5 separate regions of the Mus musculus genome follow, and all the other regions are linked to region 4. Evidence: chromatin contacts called from public promoter capture Hi-C data. All regions are on one chromosome and are shown on one strand. Each heading gives the region's core, a stretch centred on a gene start, on an enhancer-like site or on the middle of the called end of the contact. The rest is flanking DNA. Distances are from core to core; before and after follow the strand shown.

Evidence for each region. Promoter capture Hi-C pulls out the DNA fragments that hold promoters and counts their contacts.
Region 1: a promoter capture Hi-C map of hippocampal neurons shows a contact between it and region 4, with 3 times the contacts expected there. The contact joins the promoter of Atat1 here to the promoter of Gabbr1 in region 4. A contact is called at or near these places in 4 of 39 promoter capture datasets (cranial neural crest, embryonic stem cells, hippocampal neurons and 1 more) and 3 of 115 datasets of contacts at active chromatin or transcription factors (astrocytes and embryonic stem cells).
Region 2: a promoter capture Hi-C map of embryonic stem cells shows a contact between it and region 4, with 2.5 times the contacts expected there. The contact joins the promoter of Gnl1 here to the promoter of Gabbr1 in region 4. A contact is called at or near these places in 11 of 39 promoter capture datasets (the 3T3-L1 cell line, 3T3-L1-derived adipocytes, cranial neural crest and 6 more), 2 of 484 Hi-C or Micro-C datasets (cortical neurons and embryonic stem cells) and 2 of 115 datasets of contacts at active chromatin or transcription factors (astrocytes and embryonic forebrain).
Region 3: a promoter capture Hi-C map of hippocampal neurons shows a contact between it and region 4, with 4 times the contacts expected there. The contact joins the promoter of Dhx16 here to the promoter of Gabbr1 in region 4. A contact is called at or near these places in 2 of 39 promoter capture datasets (cranial neural crest and hippocampal neurons) and 1 of 115 datasets of contacts at active chromatin or transcription factors (embryonic stem cells).
Region 5: a contact with region 4 is called in a promoter capture Hi-C map of cranial neural crest. The contact joins the promoter of Mdc1 here to the promoter of Gabbr1 in region 4. A contact is called at or near these places in 3 of 39 promoter capture datasets (cranial neural crest, embryonic stem cells and hippocampal neurons) and 4 of 115 datasets of contacts at active chromatin or transcription factors (astrocytes, embryonic stem cells and pancreatic cancer cells).

The regions. Positions count from the first base shown.
Region 1 is chr17:35,906,919-35,911,370 of GRCm38.p6, reverse strand. It overlaps Atat1 (alpha tubulin acetyltransferase 1), which reads left to right and starts at 1,303. Exons shown (of 13, transcript NM_001142744.1): 1 at 1,303-1,442; 2 at 1,880-1,940; 3 at 2,021-2,112; 4 at 2,223-2,283; 5 at 2,405-2,518; 6 at 2,707-2,808. The coding sequence starts at 1,336. Mrps18b (mitochondrial ribosomal protein S18B) reads left to right here. Exons shown (of 7, transcript NM_025878.2): 7 at 415-991. The coding sequence ends at 704. It overlaps Gm16279 (predicted gene 16279), which reads right to left and starts at 1,636. Exons shown (of 2, transcript NR_167681.1): 1 at 1,278-1,636; 2 at 851-1,168.
Region 2 is chr17:35,976,820-35,981,327 of GRCm38.p6, reverse strand. It overlaps Gnl1 (guanine nucleotide binding protein-like 1), which reads right to left and starts at 1,373. Exons shown (of 12, transcript NM_008136.2): 1 at 1,081-1,373; 2 at 546-711; 3 at 130-266; 4 at 1-21. The coding sequence starts at 1,153. Prr3 (proline-rich polypeptide 3) reads left to right here and starts at 2,033. Exons shown (of 4, transcript NM_145487.4): 1 at 2,033-2,201; 2 at 2,885-2,947. The coding sequence starts at 2,090.
Region 3 is chr17:35,877,239-35,881,837 of GRCm38.p6, reverse strand. Dhx16 (DEAH (Asp-Glu-Ala-His) box polypeptide 16) reads right to left here and starts at 2,060. Exons shown (of 20, transcript NM_026987.2): 1 at 1,720-2,060; 2 at 316-560; 3 at 43-208. The coding sequence starts at 1,926.
Region 4 is chr17:37,043,545-37,048,167 of GRCm38.p6, reverse strand. Gabbr1 (gamma-aminobutyric acid (GABA) B receptor, 1) reads right to left here and starts at 2,202. Exons shown (of 23, transcript NM_019439.3): 1 at 1,879-2,202; 2 at 1,392-1,473; 3 at 511-714. The coding sequence starts at 1,473.
Region 5 is chr17:35,839,894-35,843,977 of GRCm38.p6, reverse strand. Mdc1 (mediator of DNA damage checkpoint 1) reads right to left here and starts at 2,480. Exons shown (of 16, transcript NM_001010833.2): 1 at 2,299-2,480.

The sequences.
Region 1 (4,452 bases), core at 54-2,553, 1.1 Mb after region 4:
ATGTCTATGAGAAAGTACTCAGCAGACTCCTAGTTTTTCCACGTTGGGTGAGTTGCTGGACTCGGAAGTAACAGCTGTAGGTTCCAGGCTACTAAGAGTACATATTGAGATGATCTTTCAGGAAACACAAGGAAGGAACATTCCTTCTTCAGACTACTCTGTCTCCTGAATCTTGACAGTCTTGTGTTTCTTGGTTCTGACCTGGCTTATACAGCACCTTTGCACGGATGAGTGAGGAGGGAGAGCCCATGCAGTGCCCTGCCTGTTCTCTGTCTCCTTGGCAGGGTGTGCTGTGTATGCGCTGCTGGAATGTGCTTGGTGGTTATGACTGGTCCCTCGACTTGTAGTGCCTTTTTCTTGTCTTGAGTCTGACCTGCCCTTCCTCATCCACCATTATTTCCTTTAACCCCGTAGGTCTTCTCAGTTACTACGTCCCCCAGGTTGAGCCCCGGGATGCTGACTTTGGTACTGTGCATGGAGCTGTCAGTGTGACTCCACCAGCCCCCACACTGTTGTCAGGTGAACCTTGGTACCCATGGTACAGCTGGCAACAGCCACCAGAGAGAGAGCTGTCTCGCCTTCGCCGACTCTATCAAGGAAATCTCCTAGAAGAAAGTGGCCCGCCACCTGAGTCGATGCCAGAGATGCCCACTACACCACCAGCAGAATCCTCCATTGAGCAGCCAGGCTCCCAGAGTGCTTAGAACTTGTGACCTGGGGAAGTCAGACCAAGGGAGTACTGTCTAGGGCTACGTGGTATCCTGTGTCCTGCAAAGGGTTCTGTTTTGTGACAGTGGCAGACCCTATAGGGAACTGGCTGGCATGAAGAGAACAAAGCACATTTGACGTTGAGGGGGACTAGATGTTTATGGGTAACTGGTGAGGACTTACATATAAACTGGAGACTCTTGTGTATGCCCTTGATGGTGTGTCCCTGATTTAAACCTCCTGGCTCAGCTTTTATACAATAAAGCTGTGTCTCTTCACCCGTTCTTGACTCCCTTTGGGCTGTCTGTTCAAAACGTGGGTGTGAAGTCTATGAGGTGGGGTGGGAGTGTGGTCTACCCGCAACTCCAAGGGGTGTGAGACTGGTTCTTCTGAAGGTTCCCTCAGCTGTTCACTGGGAGGGCAGGATACTTGGTTGCCCTGGCATCTCAGGGGCACAGACCTACAAAAGGAGAACTGTTGCTAGAGAAAAATGGGGTTTCCCAGGCACTGTGAAACCATGGTGGGGGCGGGGCGAGCCCTCGGGGCGGGTCCTAGAGATAAAGACTTACCGGCCCTCTTAGCGGAAGTGACGTTGTGTGGGGCGTGTCTGGTCCCGCACAATGGGCCATGGAGTTCCCGTTCGATGTGGATGCGCTGTTCCCGGAGCGGATCACCGTGCTGGACCAGCACCTGCGGCCTCCGGCCCGCCGACCCGGAACCACAACGCCGGCCCGGTGACATTTCAAACCCGACCCATGGCCCTTCTGTCCCGGTTCCTCTCCAAACCTGATCCAGGAACCACGCCCCCTTCTCACTGACTACTGGCCATTTCTCCTGCGGTCTTACTTGTGTTTTGGTGACCTTTGACCCTGGATCTAGCCGGGTTAATAGACCTACATCTGTAACCTTTCACCATCTGGCCTAATGTGGCCTCAACAAGAGGCTATAGTTGACCCGCCCTTCCTACCGCGTCACAGTAACCTTAACACGGGAGCTGTGAAACCAAAGCTTGGGATCTGGAGGGGTGAGGTGAGGTGGGAGGTGAGGAAGAGTTCCAAGCAAAGTCAGAGACCCTGTGGAGGAGCCTGGGTGGGAGCCAAGCAGGCTGCCAGGAATGACTTACACGATGCTGTAACCTAGCGAGTGTCTGACCGGGCCCCTCTCTCTGTAGTGTGGATCTGCAGCAGCAAATCATGACTATTGTAGATGAGCTGGGCAAGGCTTCTGCCAAGGTACGGGGCGCCTCTAGGAGGAGGAAAGGGAGATGGGTGGCAGATAAGGAGCCAAACAAAGTAGATCTTCATCTCTGCAGGCGCAGCACCTCCCTGCACCCATCACCAGCGCTTTGAGGATGCAAAGCAACCGGCACGTTATTTACATACTGAAGGACACCTCAGCCCGACCGTGAGTCTTACTGTCATTATTCCCTGTGAATCAAACTCTTCTTACCTCCCTTTTACAATCTCTCCCAGACAGTTGCTCCTGCCTGGTTCATTATTTCCCCCATCCCACAGGGCAGGGAAAGGAGCCATTATTGGTTTCCTCAAAGTTGGATACAAGAAGCTCTTTGTACTGGTGAGTGTCACTGCAAACTAGCCATTTGTAAGCACTGGTGTCAGAGAAGAAATGGGGGCGGGGTGGGAGACAATGAAGAAGATGCATGGCTCCTAATGAGTATGTGTTCTTGACCTCTTAGGATGACCGGGAGGCTCACAATGAGGTAGAACCCCTTTGCATTCTGGACTTTTACATCCACGAGTCGGTGCAACGGCATGGCCACGGGCGAGAACTTTTTCAGCATATGTTACAGGTACCCAACAACCTTTACCGATTAGTCAGAATAGATCTAAAAGGCTCTTCACCCCGAAGCTCTAGGAGGCCCTGCTCCATGGCCCACAGTTGGTCCCCTTTTCTCTGTATTCCCTTACCAGGCTCCCAGTATCCTGCTAGCATGCTCCTCCTACAACCCCTGCCCCCAAGTTTTCCGTTTTCCTGCAGAAAGAGCGAGTGGAGCCCCACCAACTGGCCATTGACCGACCATCGCCGAAGCTGCTCAAGTTCCTGAATAAGCACTACAACCTGGAGACCACAGTCCCACAGGTTAGAGGCTCTGCACCAACCCTGGAGACGCCTGGCTAAGTTCTACCTCGGGTTGTTTCCATGTTGTTTTAGACTTACCTCATTTTCGTGTGTTTGAATGCTTTGCTCACATGTATATACATGCACCATGTTCATGCCTGTACACACAAGTTAGAAGGGGGTGTCAGAACGTGGGAACTGGAGTTACAGATGTTTATGAGCCACCATGTGGGGGCTGGGGGATTTGAATCTTAGTCCTCAAGAGCAACCAAGCGCTCTAAGCTTCTGAGCCACCTCTCCAGTCCCTATTTTTGTTTTTTCAAATAAGGTCTCAGTGGGTCACCCTGGCTGTGCCGTACTCACCTTGTATACCAGGTTGGCCTTGAACACACAGATCCATCTATTTCTCGCTCCAGAGTGCTAGGATTGAAGGGATGCTCCACCACCTCAGCTATACTTTTTATGAGGACTTTATGCCTGAGCTCTGTATTGACAGCACTCCTATCCCTCTTTCTCCCCCTCCAGCCCCTCCCGTGTCCCCCTCTCCCACTATTGTCTCTCATTATTGTTGCATGTACATGTGCACAGGTATATAGATAGGCTAAATGCATATATAAAACCCTCTGAGTCCCTCTAGTTTTGTTTATATGCACCCATCTCCAGGGCTCCACCGTGGGTTTTGTTGTTGTTTTGGTTTTTGGTTTTGGGTTTTTTTTTTTTAAAGATTTATTTTATATATGAGTACTCTATCTGCATGTACACCTGCATGCCAGAAGAGGGCATCAAATCACATCATATAGATAGCTAATGAGTCACCATGTGGTTGCTGGGAATTGAACTCGGGACCTCTGGAAAAACAGTGCTCTTAGCCACTGAGCCATCTCTCCAGCCTGCATTGTGGGTTTTTAAAACTGGATCTCACTAAATATCTCAGGCTGGCCTTGAACTCACAGTGACACTCCTTCTCTACCTCCTGAGTAATGGGGTCACAGGTATGCCTTGATGCCCAGCTGTTCTGTGTTTGAAAGACGCTTGCTATATACACACCAAACCTCACTCTCCTCAAATGGATGATCCTCCTGCCTCAGCTTGCCAAGAGCTAGGATTAAGTCATGATGTCCAGTGTGATTTATTTTTGCAACTAAATCTTTTTTCTCCTTACTCATTACATATTCTAGAAGCATTCATCCTGTCTTTTGGGGAGCTTTGCTTGCTTGTTTGCTTGCTTGCTTGCTTGCTTGCAGGCTTTTTGAGGCACAGTCTCCCTCTGGAGCTCTAGCTATCCTGAAACTCACTATATAGATCAGCTAGCTTCAGACTCTTGAGAGATCCGCCTGCCTTTGCTCAGAGTGCTGGGACTAAAGGCAAGCACCACAAAGGTCACCCTGCCTCTACCTCCAGAGTTCATCACCACACCTGGACATTGGCTGTTTACTAGACCTTATTTTATCCCCAAACACAACAGCTTGTTTCTACCTTGTTCTCCCACAAGTCCATTACATTAGTCATCATTTATGGAAGATCCAGAATAATAGACATTCCAGGCCTCAGGAAGCTTGGTTTATCATGGGACAGTGATTCTGTGAGTTTAGAAACACATTACTAATGCGTTCAACAACTGTTTATTGTGTATCTGACACTGTTGTGGGCACTAGGAATACTTTA
Region 2 (4,508 bases), core at 124-2,623, 1.1 Mb after region 4:
GCCGCCGGGGAAAGTCCAGGACTGGGAAACAAGGAAAGAGACCGGATAAGCATGAGGACTTTTTCTGGACCCCTTCTCTGGCCAGCAAGTTCCCCAGGCTGATGGCATACACAAGTAGCCCCCACTCACCTGAGCCAGGCTGATACACTTCCCGGATATCCAACTCTAACACTTCAGCACTGACCGGCTGCAACACTTGCTCTCTGGCCGCTCTCTTTCTCCTCTCCACCTCCTCCCGGCTGTCCCGTTCAAAATGCAGCCGGTATCTAAGGGGAAAGGGACCACACATCTAGTGGAGTCCTGTGACAAACAATCTCCTCTTCTGACCACAAAACTGCAAAGGTTCCTCTCCTGGTTGTTCAAGTCTCCTCTAAACAAACTCTTGACAGTCCCCATTGGAAGGCAAGAAAGATTGTGGCCCATCCAGGGAGAACCACCTTCCTTGGCTTCCAGCCTCACTAGTTCCACTTTCAATCCTTCATCGGAAGCTTTTCCTAAGGGTGAGGGCGGGGAAACTGCGGCCAGCGCCCTTCTCCTTGGCTTACCGGTTGGGGTCGTAGCCTCTGGGCCCCAGGCCCTGGGAAGGTTGCTGGTTGAGCCTGCGGATATGATGGGTCACGGATTCCCCATCCGACGTGTCCGTCTGCTCCTCCCGCCGCTCCCGGCTACCGCTGCGGCTGTTGGAACTGGAGCGCAGCCCATCTTGGAGCCCTGAGGGGAGGGGCCGGTGACGCCGGTGTAGACCGGTTCTTAGGGGACCTAAAGCCCCCCGAGCCGGTAGGACAAGCTCTTCTTCAGCCGACCCAACTTCTCCAGAGGCTCCATCTTCCCAACCGCGCGCCCCAACCCCGTCCCGGATGGGCCTGGAGGTCGTCACAGCGCCCTGTGGCAGCAGCAGCAGAAGCAGAAGCAGAGTTTCCCATCCCCCACCCTCCACCCCTCCCCGTCCCGCCGCTGCGGGAAACCCCCACCGTGGCAGCCCACGCGGGATCGCGAGAGCCCACCCACCCACCCCCCGCCCGCGGTGCCGCGGCACAGCCCTCCTCCAGAGCTGCGCAGCGGCCCCGCCCCCTCCCTGACCTCGCTTCCGCTCCCGCTTGTCCTGCAGCTGCTTCTTCTTCTGCTTCACGCTGAAGGGCTTCTTCCTCGGCATGGCCCCGGAGCCCCGGCCCGCCCTCCGCCGAGCTCCCCGCCGCCGCAACTGACTCCCCGGGGCAGCCCCCGCCGGCGGCCCGGGGCCCTGGGGAGGCGGGGCCGCGGTGACGTCAGCAGCGAGCGGCGGGGAGCGGGGAGCGGGGCGGCGGGGATGCAAGCGGCGGCACGTGAGAGTCCGCGGGTCCGGGATGCACGGTGCGGCGAGCGGGAGACGCGCGTGGGAGGCCCGAGCCGACTCCGTCACGGGCGCTACCAAGTGGCAGTCGCGGGAGGGGGGACGCGTGTCACCGCCGCCCGGCGCTCCCGGGAGCTGCCACTCACCTGGCGGGGGCCGGGCGACGGGGCGAGGACACGCCCCACCGCGCGGCCGCCTGGAGAGGATGGCCCCTGGCGGGAGAGCCGGGACTGCGCTGGCTGCCCGGTGGACTGGCTGCCCCGTGGACTGGCCTGCGGCAACAGGACTCGGTAAGGAGATTGCGGAAGAGGCAGGTTCACTGGCCACACGTGCGAGCGCGGGTGAGGAGGAAAAGCGAGCGGGACAAGGACTTTTGGAGAGAGGTCAGAGAGCACGGAGTTGTGGCTGTAGTTGTTGCCATGGTAACTGGGGCCCGGATGTGGCGACCTTAGGATGCGACAGGCCTCTCGCGTGCCGCCAGAGTCCCGAAGCCTGTCCGGTGTCTCACTGGAATGGGGTGGTGCTTTCCCACGTGGAGAGGAACTGCACAAGGGGGAGCAAAGCTTCCCCACGCGCGCGGCGGGGTGAGCGAGGCACCTTGTAGGAGCGAACGGCCGCGGCACATCCACGACCTCCCGGAAGTGGCATGGTGGGCGCCTCGGTCACCCGGCCCATCGCCCACCCGGAAGCGGAAGGAAAGCTAGTGTGCCCCTTCCTCACTGCCCTCCAAATCTTGCTGCAGCCATTGCCGCAGCCGCTATGCCGAAACGAAAGAAGCAGGACCAGCCGCCGCCGCTGCCGCAGCAGCAGCAACATCTCGCACTGTCTGAGCGGGACGAGCCTGGAGATGAGGAGGATGAGCGCCCCATGGGTGAGGGGCAGGGCGTGCACACGCCTGTCAGCCGGCCAGGGGGCTAGGATAGAATGAAATGCGGGGGAGGAGGTGCCAACGGAAGGAGGAAGGGCGCACGCGTGGAGGTGGGGTGGGACGTGGTGGGGGAGGGATGCTGGTGGAACCTGGATTGAGGGCTTCGCTTGCTTGAACCCTCAACCTCAATCTGGCTCCTAATCCTTTCTGGAGAAGGCAGGGGAGGTGGCGGCTCGGCTAAACATCTGGCTTGCGCAACCGCAGAATGGCGGGGGGAGAGGGGTGGCAGCGATGTTACAGATTGTGATGATCGGGAAGACAATTTGTGACCACACTTCCACTGGTTAGGTCAACCTTCTGTGAACTACTCCCCCGAGGGAAGGAGAGGAGAAAAAAACTATGATGGGCCAACAGTTAAGGTGAGGGATTGGGGTACGTGGAATCACTGGCATGTTGTGGATGCAGCACTGTGAGGAAAGAGCTGTTAGAGACCTCTGTTACCCTCTGATGGACTCTCAAACAACTCTGCAGAGGGACGGGCAGATGGACGGGGTGAGAGTTTGCGGCACTGCTGAGTGGATATATGACTTACCTGGTTAAAAACTGAGTGTTATAAGACCACGTAAGGACGAGGTGATCAGTCCTTTGCACCGTTCTGATGGCTGTTTTCTCACGTCTGCTCTTAGGACCACCCAGCCTTCTGGGCCCTCCCCCCATGGCTAACGGGAAGCCTGGTGATCCCAAGTCAGGTGAGGAGAAATTGGGCCCTGATTCATGTTTTAAGCCCTGGAGAAGGGATGGACCCCTAAAGACTTAAACAAAAGCCCAGGGATTGTGTGTACCTAAATGAGGGATCATATATTAACCGTTTGGAAATACGGTGTTGTCAAAATGTTACTTTCCTTCCAGATTAACTCCTAGGTCTGTCTTTATTTGTGTGTAGAAATAAATGTTCTCCATTATAGAGGCTCTAAATGGGACACTACCAAGACCAAAGTGAGAGGGCATAGCAAGATTTAGTGAAAAGCTGCAGTAGCTATGACATTGTGGTTTTCACAGAATGTCAACATAAGTTCTTAACATGTGGAAGGATCAGGAGTTCCTGGCCAGCCTCTCCTGCAATAGCAAATTTGAGACCGGCTAGCCTAGGCTACATGAGACCCTATCTGAGTGCAATCGGAGGCCTGTAGATATATGAACACAGAATTCTGTGTAAAGATGAAATCAACGAAGTGGTTCTGTCAGTAAACAAAGTTGTCTCAATTGGACTTTTTTTGTGTGTAAAACTATGAACTTTGACTTTGTAATAGTCGTACCAAATAAAAACACCAATTCTAAGCAGATTGTAAAATAAACATTCTTATAAAAAGTTAACCATGTCTCATGGTCTTAGAGTAGGTAAGCGTTTGTAAACAGCACACAGACCAGGCATACTGGCAGCAGGAAAGCTCAGAGTTCAGTGTTACCCTGGCCTATATAAGACACTGTCTATAAAATTTAAAAGTAGCCAGGCTGTGGTGGTGCACGTCTTTGATCCCAGCACTTGGGAGGCAGAGGCAGGCGAATTTCTGAGTTCAAGGCCAGCCTAGTCCGGGCTATACAGAGAAACCCTGTCTTGAAAAAAAAACAAACAAAACAAAATCTAAAAGTAAAATGAGGAAGAACAGGAGGAGTGGTACTGTGGGAGGTGGTCCAGTTGATGAAGTATTTACTTCAAAAGCATGAAGTCCTGATTTCAGATCTTAGCAACCATGTAAAAAGCAAAAACCTGGGCCCAACAGTGATAAGGCAGAGGTAGACAGACTCTAGGACTTGCTGGCTAGCAAGTGTAGTTGAATCAGAGTGTTCCAGGTTCAGTGAGACCTTTCAGCCCCTGGCACACACAGACAAAAAGCACACACACATATGTTAATCATAAAGGAAGTATTTATGAATGAACTAAATCAATAACACAGACTTATACTAATCAGATAACACTGCTAACTAGATAGACATGGAACCACATAACTACTATGTATAGTATGGAGCTTTGTTACAAAACTAAAAATAAGCCAAGCCTGGTAGCACATGTCTACAATTTTGAAGGGTGAGGCAGGAGAACTTTTGCGCTATGAAGCTAGCATGGGCTACATAGAGACCCTATTTAACAAATTAAATAAGTACAGTTCCGCTTCTGGGTTTATATTTACAAGAATTGAAAGCATAGTCTTTGGGGATTTGAGTTTTTGTTTGTTTTGGTTTGTTGTGTTATTTATTTGCAGTGAGGTCTCACTGTGTAGCCTTGGCTGTTTGGAGCTCACTGTACAGACC
Region 3 (4,599 bases), core at 811-3,310, 1.2 Mb after region 4:
CAGCCAAATCCAGACTTGCCTGACTGACTCTCTTCAGCTCACCTTCTTATCTGACCGTTCCAGGACATTCCGGGTCCGGTCCTTGTCCCGTTGCCGAACCCGCTCTGCAAAGGCATCCCGTTCTTCCAAGTCCTGGAGACGCTCACGCTCCGTCCTTTCCCATTCATCCTCTGAGGCTGGCTTCTCCTCCGTGGGTGATTTACTCCCCCTGAACCCAGCAAACCCAGCCCAGTGTATCAAACGGGGGTACTGAGAAAGCTTAGCATCCCCACAGCCGACAGCCTGCTCCAATCCCTCTCCTTCCTTCTGACTTACCCTGCCTTCCTCTTCCCTGACTCGGAAACCTCTTCCTCCTCGTCCTCCTCGTCCTCCTGGTGTTTCTTCCTGAGGTGTTTCCGTCTCTTCCGCTTCTTCTGGAGGCTGCTCCCGTTACTACCCACTGCCTCCTCGCCGCTCTCGCTGTCTTCCAACAACTTATAAGAACGGTTTTTCTCTAGCAGGGCTCGGGCCTCTCGCTCAGCTGCCCGAGCTGGCTTTTCCACCACAGCCTTCCGTGGCACCTGCCGGTAGATATGACAGCTCCTGACCTCAGTACCCTCATTTGCCTACGAACCGGTTACTATATCTAAAGCCTGTCTCCATCTTTCTCTTCTTCGTGGTCTTGTTCTACGGTCATAGCTCAACAGGGCTCCGCAGCTTCTGAACGTCCTTCTAGGAATCCACTGAGCAAATGATTACTGAAAGCCATCCCGTGGTGGAGGCAAAGAACCAGCTCTCACAGGTTGTACGCTCACAGCCTCACACGGGCATATGCACGAACTAAAACTTCTTCCTAACTTTAATGACTTACTTTTATTTTTATGTGCACTGGTGTTCTGCCTGCAACGTGAGCTGTGTGTGAGGGTGCTGAATCTCATAGAACTGGAGTTACAGTTGTGAGTTGCCACGTGGGTTCTAGAAATTGAACCTGGTTCCTCTAGAGGAACAGCAAGTGGTCTTAATCCCTGAGCCATCTCTTCTTGCCCCACGATAGAATTTTTTTTTTAAAGTATTGGTTCTGAGCTTAAGTAGTTTATGTTCTAAAACCCATTTTCTTTTCATGATTTATTTTTCATTTATTTATGTGTATGGGGTACCTGGCAAAGGCCAGAAGCCCTCCGATCTCCTTGGAGCTGGAATTACAGATGGTTGTGTGCCACTAGGCCTGGTTGCTGAGAACTGAACTCAAGTCTTCCAGATGCACAAGGGGTCTTAACTGCTAAGCCATCCCTCCCCAGCCTCGATCCTATTTCCTAAATGCTAATTCTCCTAGCTCTGTTCTCAGTGACTCTTTCCCAGGGCTGGGGATTGAATCCAAGGCTTACTGTATGCTAGACAAACATTCTACCAACTGAGCTACATCCTTAGGCCTGGGGTATGTGCTGTAACTAACAATGGCTCTAGCTTAAACATGTATGTAGAGCCCCATCTCGAGTCTTCTCCACAGACCTGTATACACCCAACACCTAGCATGATATCTAGATAACAGAGGAAAAAAATTAAATGGTGGGCGGAACCAAGAATGAAAGGTCTCTCTGTCACCCCACTACCAGGGAGGCTCGCTGCAAGTTCTAAGCCAGCCTGTGTACTATATTGAAAGTTGCAGGCTATCACAGAATAGACAGCCACACTGCGTACGAGCCAATTCGGCTGTGAGTGGCCTGCCCCGGCGGCACACACCTTGCTCCAGAGCTTCAGGGCGAAGTCCCGCGCCGGCCCCCCGAGGTCCAGGGTGTCGGTGTCCCGCAGGCGCTGCACGAACTCCTCGGCGGAGGCGCAGCGCTGTGCGGTGCCGATCAGGAACTGCGCGACGTGCCGCTCGCTCAGCCCCAGCACCGAGTGCAGCTCCTCCTGCACCCACCGCTCCAGCCCCGCCGGCGTCGCCATGGCGACGCGTCCTGCTCCGGGCGCGCAACCGCGGAACGGCCAGGACTGCGGCGGGGACAGAGCCTGCGGTACTACCGCCTCGCTCCGGCTGCCGTAGAGACTCCAATTCCACAGACCGCGAAACCCGGAAAGAGTCGCGCTCTTCCGGCCAGGGATCGACGGTGGCTGGGCGGGTTCAAATCGCGCAGCCTCTTTCCCGACGCTAAGTGCAAGAGGCTTTCATGCACAGCCTCGTCCAAGCTCTCCGTCGCCCCCTAATGATCTGTGCGCGGGTGCAGTTCTCTATCAATACAAGCTGTCAGTGATGACTAACTAGTTCCCACAGCTGGGATAAATAAAAGACGTACAAATCAGGGTTAGGAAAACAAGATATATAACAAAGGGCTGGAGAGACGGCTCAGCGAAGTCGAGTTCGATTCGGTGCACCCACATCCCTCACCAACAACCACGTATATCTCCAGATCCAGGAGGATCTACCACCTCTGGTCTCTTCTGACACCTGCACTTGTGTGCACGTGCTCATACACAAACACACATACACCTAATTTTTTTAAAAATAAATTTTTTTTTTTTGGTTTTTCGAGACAGGGTTTCTCTGTCTTGGAACTCACTTTGTAGACCAGGCTGGCCTCGAACTCGGAAATCTGCCTGCCTCTGCCTCCCGAGTGCTGGGATTAAAGGCGTGCACCACCACGCCCGGCCTAACTTAAAATATTAAAAATTAAAACAACAAAAACTAAAGGTACATAATAAATACATTTAGGTGGGAGTTTGGGTATCATAAGATTTTAATATTTATTTATTTAATGTGCATGTGGGTTTGCCTGCATGAATTTATCTGCACAGTATGTGTGTGTGTGTGTGTGGTGTGTGTGTGTGTGTGTGTGTGTGTGCCCTTTTAGGTCAGAGATATTGTGTCTCTCTGAACTTGGAGTTACTGGTGGTTGGGACCTGCCTGATATAGGTGCTGGGAACCAAACACCAGTCTTCTGAGAGCAGCAAGTGCTCTTAACCACTGAATCATCTCTCCAGCCCCTCTATTGGGTGTGTGTGTGTGTGTGTGTGTGTGTGTGTGTGTGTGTGTGTAGGCATTTTACTTGCAAGTATGTATACCACTCAGAATCTGGAGGAGGGCATTGGATCTCCTGAAAATGTAGTTAGGGGTGTTTTTGAGACATCACGTGAGTGCTGGGAGTTAAACCTAAGTGTTCTTAATTGAGAAGCCAGCTCTCCAGTTCACCATTTAAAAAACAAAAACAAAAAACAAAAAAACACGGGACTCATGTACAATTAGCTGGCCTTGTATGTACTACATAGCTAAAGATAACTTTGAACTCTTATTTATTTATTTATTTACTTACGCACTTAATTACTTACATCCTCAAAGCTGCCCCCTCCTGGTCCCCCCTGAAAGAGTTTCTCCCCCTATTCCCCTTCTCCTCTGAGAGGGCACCTCCCCACCCCAGTATCCTCCCTACCCCCCACCCCCCACCCCCGCAACCTTGAACTCTTTTTGTTTGTTTGTTTTTTGTTTTGTTTTTTTGAGACAGGGTCTCTCTGTATAGCCCTGGCTGTCCTGGAACTCACTCTGTAGACCAGGCTGGCCTCGAATTCAGAAATCCTTCTGCCTCTGCCTCCCAAGCGCTGGGATTAAAGGTGAGCGACACCACCGCCCAGCAACCTTAGACTCTTGATCCTGTTGTTCCTACTTCCCAAGTGTGGGGATTATAGACATGTACTATCACACTTGACTGAAATGTGTAATTTATGTACAATCAAAAATAATGAGAGGCAAACTGGAGAGATGGCTCAACCAACTATTCTTCCGAAGGTCCTGAGTTCAAATCCCAGCAATCACATGGTGACTCACAGCCATCAGTAAGGAGATCTGATGCCCTCTTTTGGAGTGTCTGAAGAGAGCTACAGTGTGCTTACATAAAATAAATAAATCTTAAAAAAAAAAAGCCGGGCAGTGGTGGCACATGCCTTTAACCAACACTTGGGAGGCAGAGGCAGGCAGATTTCTGAGTTCGAGGCCAGCCTGGTCTACAGAGTGAGTTCCAGGACAGCCAGGGCTATACAGAGAGACCCTGTCTCAAAAAACCAAAATAATAATAACAATAATAATAATAATAATAGGCAATTTAAGTAGATTTTATTTCCTACTGATGGGGAGCGAGTAGAATGGATAAAGTCAAAACAAAACACTCCACATTTTAAAAAGCAATCCAGGTATGTGTTGCTAACAGCTTGGCACATACCTACTGCTAATGGTTTGTTGTGAGCTAACCCCTCCCCAACACAGATGAGATGACACTGCAGGAGAAGATTCCAACAAACACTAACTCAGTTCTCTGAGCTTCAGAAAGTGGACAGGCATGGATGTCTCAGATCTCAGAAATGTGACTGACCACCTGACCAGCGACAGAACTTGAGTTCTGGAATAATGGATGGTTTTTGTTTCCTTTTCTCTGCTTCCTATAAAGCCTGTGGCAGGAGAGAAGATGGAAAGCAGTTATTTTAGGATCCACTGCCTGGTCAGATGCAAGCTCTGTGAATAAAGTATAACTTGGATATTCTCGTCTCTGCTGTTGGTATTTCTATTGGATGACATACGGCATAAGTTATATCTGCTCAGGTTCAGGCACCTAAGTGGACAGGACAGTACATGCT
Region 4 (4,623 bases), core at 953-3,452:
ACAGATACTGCTCAACAGCACAGTAAAGTGGGTACTCTTCTGCCTTTGAAATGTGTGGATGGACGTAAACCTGGATGCAAGACCAGATTTGCTTTTCTTATTATGGCTGGTCTATACTACTACTAAACTGGCTTATATGGTCATTGAGTGGGAGACAAAGGTGTCAGAAAATGTAATGAAATCGTCTTATAACTTAAAAAATAATCTCTCATTAATGAACCTCAAAGGATAACTCAGATGAAAAATCAAAGTTATTTCACCCAATGATCAGTATCCTCATGAAGACGATGAAGTGAATGTGCTGGCTGCTTAGCTTGCTTCCTCCCACTAGCTGCTCACAGCAACACCCCTCCTCCTACATAGTACTCATTCATTAAACGTATTTGTGAATTTGGTTCCACTGGATTTAAATTGCTGACTTGCAAAACAACTAAGGATGGTCTGCAACTGAGAATGGAAGGGCCTGAAGGAAGGGGGCAGGGATGGTGGGTGGCTTCCCAGGCTACTCACCACAGCGACTGGGTGTGTCCATATCCGTCCAGGAGCCGTTGGCCAGGCACTTGCGCACCTTGGGCCCCACCACCTCGCGTTCGCCCCGGCACACATATTCAATCTCATAGTCCACAGGCAGGAAATTGATGGCCTTCACCTGGTCGCGAGTCAAGCCACGGTACCTGATGCCACCTTCCCAGGGCGGATGTATAATCTGGCAACCTGAGAGGGAATGGGGAGGCACAGGGGAACCGTGGGAGCGGGAAGGCAGCGCGCAGTGGAAGGGGGAAGAGCAGGGCGTGGTCAATGGTGGGGTTGGGGCAGGGGGACAGAAAAGGAGGGGCACACGGGACACACGACTGGAAGCTGGGAGTGGGAACAGTTAAGAACCCCAAGCTGCAGAACCCAGCGTCGTGGGTTAGGGCTAAAGCTGGTGCGAGAGTCCACCGGTTAAGAAGTATAATGGAGACAAATATCTAAGAAGAAATCCTAAGGGCTATAATGTTCGGTGGTTTAAATGAGGGACAGGGCCGAAGGAGAATACCGGTGAGGACCACACAAACCCACTGAACAAGGACCACACAAACCCATCAAAGCAACAAGGTGGACTACGGAAGGGGGGCGCTGTAGTAACGTGGGGCCCGGAAAGGGAGGTGGGGCTGAGATAATTCGGGGTCACAGAAAAACGGTGTAGTGTAGCAACGTGAGGTAGAGGAAATGGGTGCTGGTGGTGATGCGGAGTGACAGAAAGGAGGTCAGGAGTTGTGAAGTGGCTGCGGACCAGGATGCCAGGGATGGGGGCGGGGGGAGGTCCTGCCGCAAGAGTGATGAGGAAAGGAGACGTGCAAGGAAACGAGCTGTGGGGTGGAAGAGGTCCAGGGCGCCGGAGATGGGTGCACCTTCCGAGGTGACGTTGGGGGTCTGAGCCCCGCCAGCGCCCAGGGGGCGGAGGAAGAGAGGCACCAGCAGCAGCAGCAGCATCTGAGGAAAAGGCAACAGTGAGGGCACGGAGGAGCCCGCCGGCCGCGGCCTGGGCCAGCCGACGGACAGGTCTCGCTCCGCGCACCTCACGGGCTCCAACCGCGCGGTTCGGGACGCGAAGGGCGCCCCGCGGAGGAGGCGGGGGCGGAGCCGCACGGGCTGGGGGGGAGAGGAGGAGAGAGCGCCTGTCCCCACCCTCCTCCGGCCTCCCTCGGCCCCCCACCCTCCCGGGACTCCACCTCCTCTCAGCAGCCCCTGTGGCTAGCGCTAGCCCAGCTTACCCACGCTCAGGGGTCCCGCTACCCCATCACTCGCCTCTCGCACCCGAACCCCACGCACCCCCCGGCCCTACCCTACGTCCACCGGCCTCCTTGCCAAGCCCCGGTCGTGGGGCCCCGGTCTTACCTCGGCGGCCGGTCCCGCTCCGCGGCTCTCCCCGGGCCTCAAGGGCCCAGGCCCGGCCGCGGCTCCCCGTTCTCCCTCCCGGTCCTCCAGCTTCCCCTCCCCCTGTTCTTCTTCCACAGGAATCCAGGCTCCAGCCCGGCCGGGGTCTCTCCCCTTCGCGATCGCTACCCGCAAACCCCACCCCCGTCTCTCCTTCCCCGGGGCGACGGCGGCCGCGAGAGCACGGTGCCGGGAGGGAAGGAGGCGGCGCCGGGGACCGGGGAAGCTCTCGGGCGGAGGGAGGAAGGAGGGTGCAGGGGAAGACGGGGCGGGGGGAAGGGAGGGGGAGATCGGAGAGGGCGCCTCCCACAACCCGAGCCCCAGGAGCCGCCCCGGATCCCGGCCCCTCCCTAGACCGCCCACGGCGCGGGAGGGCGTAGAGGTAGGATGGAGGGGAACATAGGCGACCACGCATGCAGGCGGGGGACTAAGAGCTGCCGAGAGACCCGCAGACTAGACTGATGGAGACAGGAGGGGGGGCTGTAGGGGGTTATAGGACCCAAGCCTAAAGCAGAGGAGCTGGCACAAAGACAAGGAGCCTGGATGAAGGTGAAGAAAGGATGTGTTTGTACAAAAGGAAGACAGATCTGGACCTGGCGTAAGGAGGGAAGACGTCATATGCCTGGGGAACAGACCTTGAAGGGGAAGGGAGAATCAAGGGTCAAAAGGGCAGCCGATGGTGGAGGGAGCACTAGGAGAAAAATAGGATAGAAGAGCTAGAACTGGGAGCCCCGGGTGGCTCGTTAGTCCAGCAGTAGGCTACTTGCCAGCTTATGGCGGGGAGCAAGAGATCAGGGGCATCAGAAGAGATACTGAGGTAGATGGAGAAAGGAGAGGGCATAAAGAAAGAAAACCTCTACGTGAGCATGAGCCTGTATTATCAACACTCGGACCAGACCTGCCATTCTTGACTAAGGGTAAACTGGAGGCCCTGACAGAGAAGTCTGACAGCCAAAGCTCCTGCATTGCGATTGTCTGTCCATAACTTGATGGACAGAAAGATGAAAAAGGGAGTGTGGCGGGGGCTGGGGGAGGCACTCCTTTGCTGGCTAGTTCTTCCAGAGAGGTGGGTGGAAAGCAGGTATTATGAGACCCAGGAGAACCAAGGCTCTCAACCTTCAACCCTATGTTAGAACAAGTATTTGTAATGACTCCTAAACCACGAACTAATAATCATAGATTACATCACTTCCCTATGCACGTGACTAAAAAGAACAAAATATTTCCCCATCTATAAGAAGGAGCATAGCAATTTGCTACAACATAAACAGTATTTTAGAGTGAGTGCCGTTTCCCTCGAAGCAGGCAAATGCTTACACCTCTCCTTAGAGTCACAGAAATGAAACTTCTACCAACACACTGATACAGGTGCATAGCCAGTGACTCAACTACCTCCGGCATGTTGCCATCAATGTAGTGACTTCAGGAAATGTTGAGCAACTCTTGGTAGCAAAGTCAAGCTTCCCTAAACTCACACAGAACTGTAATTGCATTCCTAGAAAGTTCGCTGCATATTCAGACCATTAAAAAAAAAAAAAAGACTATTAAGTTCTAGGCTCAGATAATTAAACACAAGTTTTTACCTACATGAATGTCCTGGGGGACTTCTGAAAATCTGGATAAAGAGAGAACTCTTATCTGGCAGGAGGACAGCTTTTACACAGGTTCTACCCATATGTACACCCCCTCTCACAGTTCTAAATACAAAAAAAAAAAAAAAAAAAGCCCCACAAGCTTTTAAATGTTGCCTGGAAAGAGTCTGAGAACCACTGGACTAAATAGTGAGCAAAAGAGAGTAGGAAGGAGTTCTAACCACCAGAAGAGACAGCCACCCTCCTCTGAGTGGCCTGCCCTCTCAATAAGACCAACTGAAGTTATGGATACCAGTGAGGGAAGTTTCTCAGATAGTCAAAAAGAAGAGCTACCTGGCCGGGTGTGGTGGTGCATGCCTTTAATCCCAGCACTTGGGAGCAGAGGCAGGCAGATTTCCGAGTTCGAGGCCAGCCTGGTCTACAAAGTGAGTTCCAGGACAGCCAGGTCTACACAGAGAAACCCTGTCTCGAAAAAAAAAAAAAAAAAGAGCTACCTGACTCTGACTGACTCTCTGCCAGGCCTTGGCTAGTTCTTCTAGCCAGGTGGTATCCTGTGGTCCTGGCAAAGCTGAGTTCACAAACCCCTCCCCAAGTCCAGCAGGACCCTGCCTCAATGCAACATCTGAGCAAGCATGCTCCCTGGGATCACAGACTACTCCCAACATCTTTGTGTAAGCACTCTGATTTGCTTGCCTCTAGAGCATTCTGTAGCTGCCATTTCCTCCTTTCATACCTTTTCACCCTCCAGTATACTTTCCAGAGTTCCTTATCCATGTTCCTCGGGACACTTGTTTAGATTCTTCCTCAAACCACCATGTGTCAGCCCTGTTCTTCCCACAGATATTGTACCTAGCAGGAGATACGATGTCGGGAATGAATGTAGAGCCTTGAGCCCTCTACTTCCTTCTTTTCCTTCTAAAAACAAAAAAAGCAAAAGCTTCTACAGGTGAGCCTTTGCAATGCTACCTCCTTTGTGTAGTTTTTGTTTGTTTGTTCTGTTCTGTTCTGTTTTGTTACCATTTTCCATGGAAAGAGGCGTTTCTACTCAGATTCCCTATGGAATGGCCAACCTTCTTCTTTATCGTGCTTCCCAAATTCTCCTTCTGATGCCTTT
Region 5 (4,084 bases), core at 1,231-3,730, 1.2 Mb after region 4:
AAAACCAAAAAAAAAAAAAAAGAACTAGAGACCTTACCAGGCATGGTGATGTACAGCTTTGATTATAGCAATGAGAAGACAGAGGTAGGCAGATGTCTACTTGGTCTATATAGCAAGTTCCAGGCTAGCCAGAAGTAGCTAGATCATGGATTCAAAAGGGGGTGGGGTGGGGGGGAGGCTGGAAAGATGGCTTAGTGGTTAAGAGCACTGACTGCTCTTCCAGAGGTCATGAGTTCAATTCCCAACAACTACATGGTGGCTCGCAACCATCTGCAATGGGATCTGGTGCCCTCTTCTGGTGTGTCTGAAAAGAGCAGTGGTGTACACATATACATAAAATAAATCTTTTTTAAAAAATGTAGAAACCAGCCTTGGCTACAGTGAGACCTTGCCATCCAAAACGGAACACGTACATATTTATACTTCTGGCCATGACACAAAGTATACCATTATATAGAAAGGGATACTTTATGGGATTTGTTTGTTTTTAGATACTACAGACTGAATCTAGAGCCTCCCACACCAAAACAAATGCTCTACCACCAAACTATAGCCTCAGCCCACAGATGGGTACTTCGTTTAAAGCATAAAAAAACATGGTAAGCTGGACTGAGGTGGTGTATACCCACAGTTCCAGCTGAGGGCAGCTGAAACAATGTAATTGCTTGAGTCCAAGACTTCCAAGTTAGCATGGACAACACAGTAAGACCCCTTTAAAAAACAACAACAACAAAAACCAGCAAGGTGGCTCAGTGGTTAAAAGCACTGCATGCTCTTCTAGAATACCTAGGTTCAGTTCTCAGAACCCACACTGGTTCACAACAGTTTGTAATTCAAATTCCAGGGTATCTGACACCCTCCTTGGAGCCACGCACTCACCTGTGTGAGGGTATGGGCTTTGAGAAACAATGGTATGTGAAATATACTGTTTCTGGGCCTGGAAAGATGGCTCATCTGTTAAGAGCACTGATTACTCTTCCAGAGGTTTTGAGTTCAATTCCTAGCAACTACACGGTTCACAGACATGCGTAATGGGATCTGATGGGTCAGATATTACACACACACAGGAAAACTAGTGATGATCAAACTTAGGGTCTTGTACATGTTCTAGTTTTTAAAAGCCCATCTACCACTCCCTAATTGATTTCATAATCCTCTATTGAGTATTGTGTTGTATCAGGCATAATAGCCAAACGAGACAGGGAAGTAATAACTCCAAAAATTGATTTGCTCAGAATAACACAGCATGTAAATAGAAATGAGTCACAAAGCCCCCAGTTTATACACTCTCATCAGCATACTTCAGCTTGAAGTGCAAAGAACCAGAGAAGCTAACATATAAAGAGGGGTTTATATGTTAAACAGTTTTAACACATTAGGTTGACTGATTCATTTGTTCTTGAGAAGAACCCTGTAAAAGTATGGTTGTTCTTTTTTTTTTTTTTTTCCCAGATGAGAAACGTCAACATAGATGGGTTAAGGACCGTCTCTAAATCACTCCTAGCGTTTTCTCGTGGCTGCTAAGTTCACAGAATTAAAGTAGCTCCTTGGCAAGACCCTTTCTGTCTTTGTTTGCTTGTTTTCGAGACAGGGTTTCTCTGTGTAGCCCTGGTTGTCCTGGAACTCACTCTGTAGACCACCAGGCTGGCCTCCAACTCAGAAATCTGCCTGCCTCTGCATCCCCAGAGCTGGGATTAAAGGCGTGCCCCACCACGCCCGCCCGGCCCCCTTTCTGTCTTTGACATCTCTTTCCAGATCAGTACGGGTGGAACTGTATCTACATCCCCACCTCCCCTACTCGGGTCCGTCCTATTTACTCTGCAGGAATTATGCACACCTGGTACCGGTCAGTATTTGGGCATGCATCCTCAAAATGAATCCTGCTCTCATGGTAACTACATAGCCGGCGTTACTAACAGACAAACTAGAGACAGAAATTCAAAACTGCATGGGTGGATTTTACCTATAAAGATGTCACACACGGGGAAAACGCTGAAAGGAAAAGTAGTGTACCCCAAGAAGTAAACTCCGTCCTGCCAACCCAGCAGACGCCTACGACCCTTTGCTCCAAGTGAAGGGCAACCATCTTTGGTACCTACGCTGGAGTTCGTTCCCTCGTGGCCTAAGGTTTCCGTGTCACCAAACCTACACCCGGGCCAGGGCGCCAAGCAAGGATTAGCATAAAAAAACCTAAAACCGCAACCCAAATTACCTCAGCCCAGTGACACCTAGGGCACGCCCCTCCCGCCCTCAGGAGGAATCAAAGATGGTAACCCGGGCGCGGGCTGCCGAACTCACCGACTGAATCCGCGCGCGCGCGCCACCAGTAACGGCCGCTACCAGGTGGCGGGAGTGCGAATCCCGGAAGAGAGTCGGTGGGCTGATTGGCTCCTGGAACTGTCTTTTACTGCTGGAAGCGCGCCGATTGATTCAAGTCGGAAGCCCCGCCCCTGCCTCACCTCCTCACAGCTCAAATGTGCGGCTACCGGCGGGAAACAGGCTGAAGAAAACGCTAATCAGGAGGGTGTGGCCTGAGAATCCCGCACCGTGATTGGGTAGTGCCCTAGGCCAACCCTCCGTCGCTACGTCATCCACGGACTACTTCCCGCGCAGATTTCCAAACGCCTACCAGAGAGTCTGGCGCCAGTTACCGGCGGCGGCTAGAAGGGCTCTATCATAGAAGTCATTCCAAGGCCAGAGCGCCCTTCTCGGTCATCCCAGAAATGGCGCCAGCTGACTCACGAGAAATGGGGGGTTGCAGGCAGCAGTCGTGGCTGGAGGCTGCAGATTGGAAAACACCCTGTAGGCGTGGCACTTTAGAACTCCCTATTGCAGAGGGATTTTATTTCCGTTTGATTTGGACTGTTTACTTGCTTTTCTTCCACATCTATGTATGTACGTATTAATGTATAAAATGACGGACTTTTTTTTTTTTTTTTTTTTTTTGGTTTTTCGAGACAGGGTTTCTCTGTATAGCCCTGGCTGTCCTGGAACTCACTTTGTAGACCAGGCTGGCCTCGAACTCAGAAATCCGCCTGCCACTGCCTCCCGAGTGCTGGAATTAAAGGCGTGTGCCACCACGCCTGGCCAATGACGGACATTTTGAGGTCATCTTCCTAAATGGAAGATCCTAAATACAGCAAGCTGTTTTGCTAAAACCTCAAAGTCTGTCGTCGTCTTTCAAAAGAGGAGAAAAGTATAATAAAATAATTTATTTCATTATAATAAAACATGAAGGTATTCCAGGAAAGTGGCTTGTATAGTTCTTTCCCGTTGGTTTTTTCAATATGTCCATAATAAATCGCCAGACGTTTGAAGCTTTAAGTTGGATGACTTATCCGTGTTCCTAAAGTAAATGAGACAAATTCAAGTAGCACGAAATAATCAATAATCGCTTTCATTGTTGGCATAACCAAAATTGAAATATTTTTAATGAATAAAGGAGTATTGATGTAACTTAAATGTTCTTTGTTGTTGTTGTTGTTGTTTTGGTTTTTTGTTTTTCGAGACAGGGTTTCTCTGTGTAGCCCTGGCTGTCCTGGAACTCACTATGTAGACCAGGCTGGCCTCGAACTCAGAAATCTGCCTGCCTCTGCCTCCCAAGTGCTGGGATTAAAGGTGTACACCACCACTACCCGGTTAAATGTTCTTTTATTTAAAAGATGACTTGAGCTGTATGTTGATTGCATGTCTTTGATTCATTTTCTTTAAGCCAAAGAAGGGTCTCACTATGTGCCTCCGCTAACCTCGAACTAACTAACTTAGCAGGTCAGCCTTGAACTCACAGGGATCCTCCTTCCTTTCACTGGTACAACACGATTATATTCTAGATACTGCTTACTACATTCTAGATACTGCTTACATTCTAGATACTGCTTACTAGACCCTTCCCTTTGTTGTTGTTGTTTCTCTTTTTAAAAGAGGTTTTTATGTGTATTGGTAGTTTGCTTGCATGTATGTCTGTGTACTACTACTATGGGTGACAGAAATTGAACCTGTTCTGAGAAGGGCAAATTCTCTTAATTGCTGAGCCATCTCTCTAGCCCCACGTATGTTGTGTTTCCAAGACAGGCTCTCATTTTGT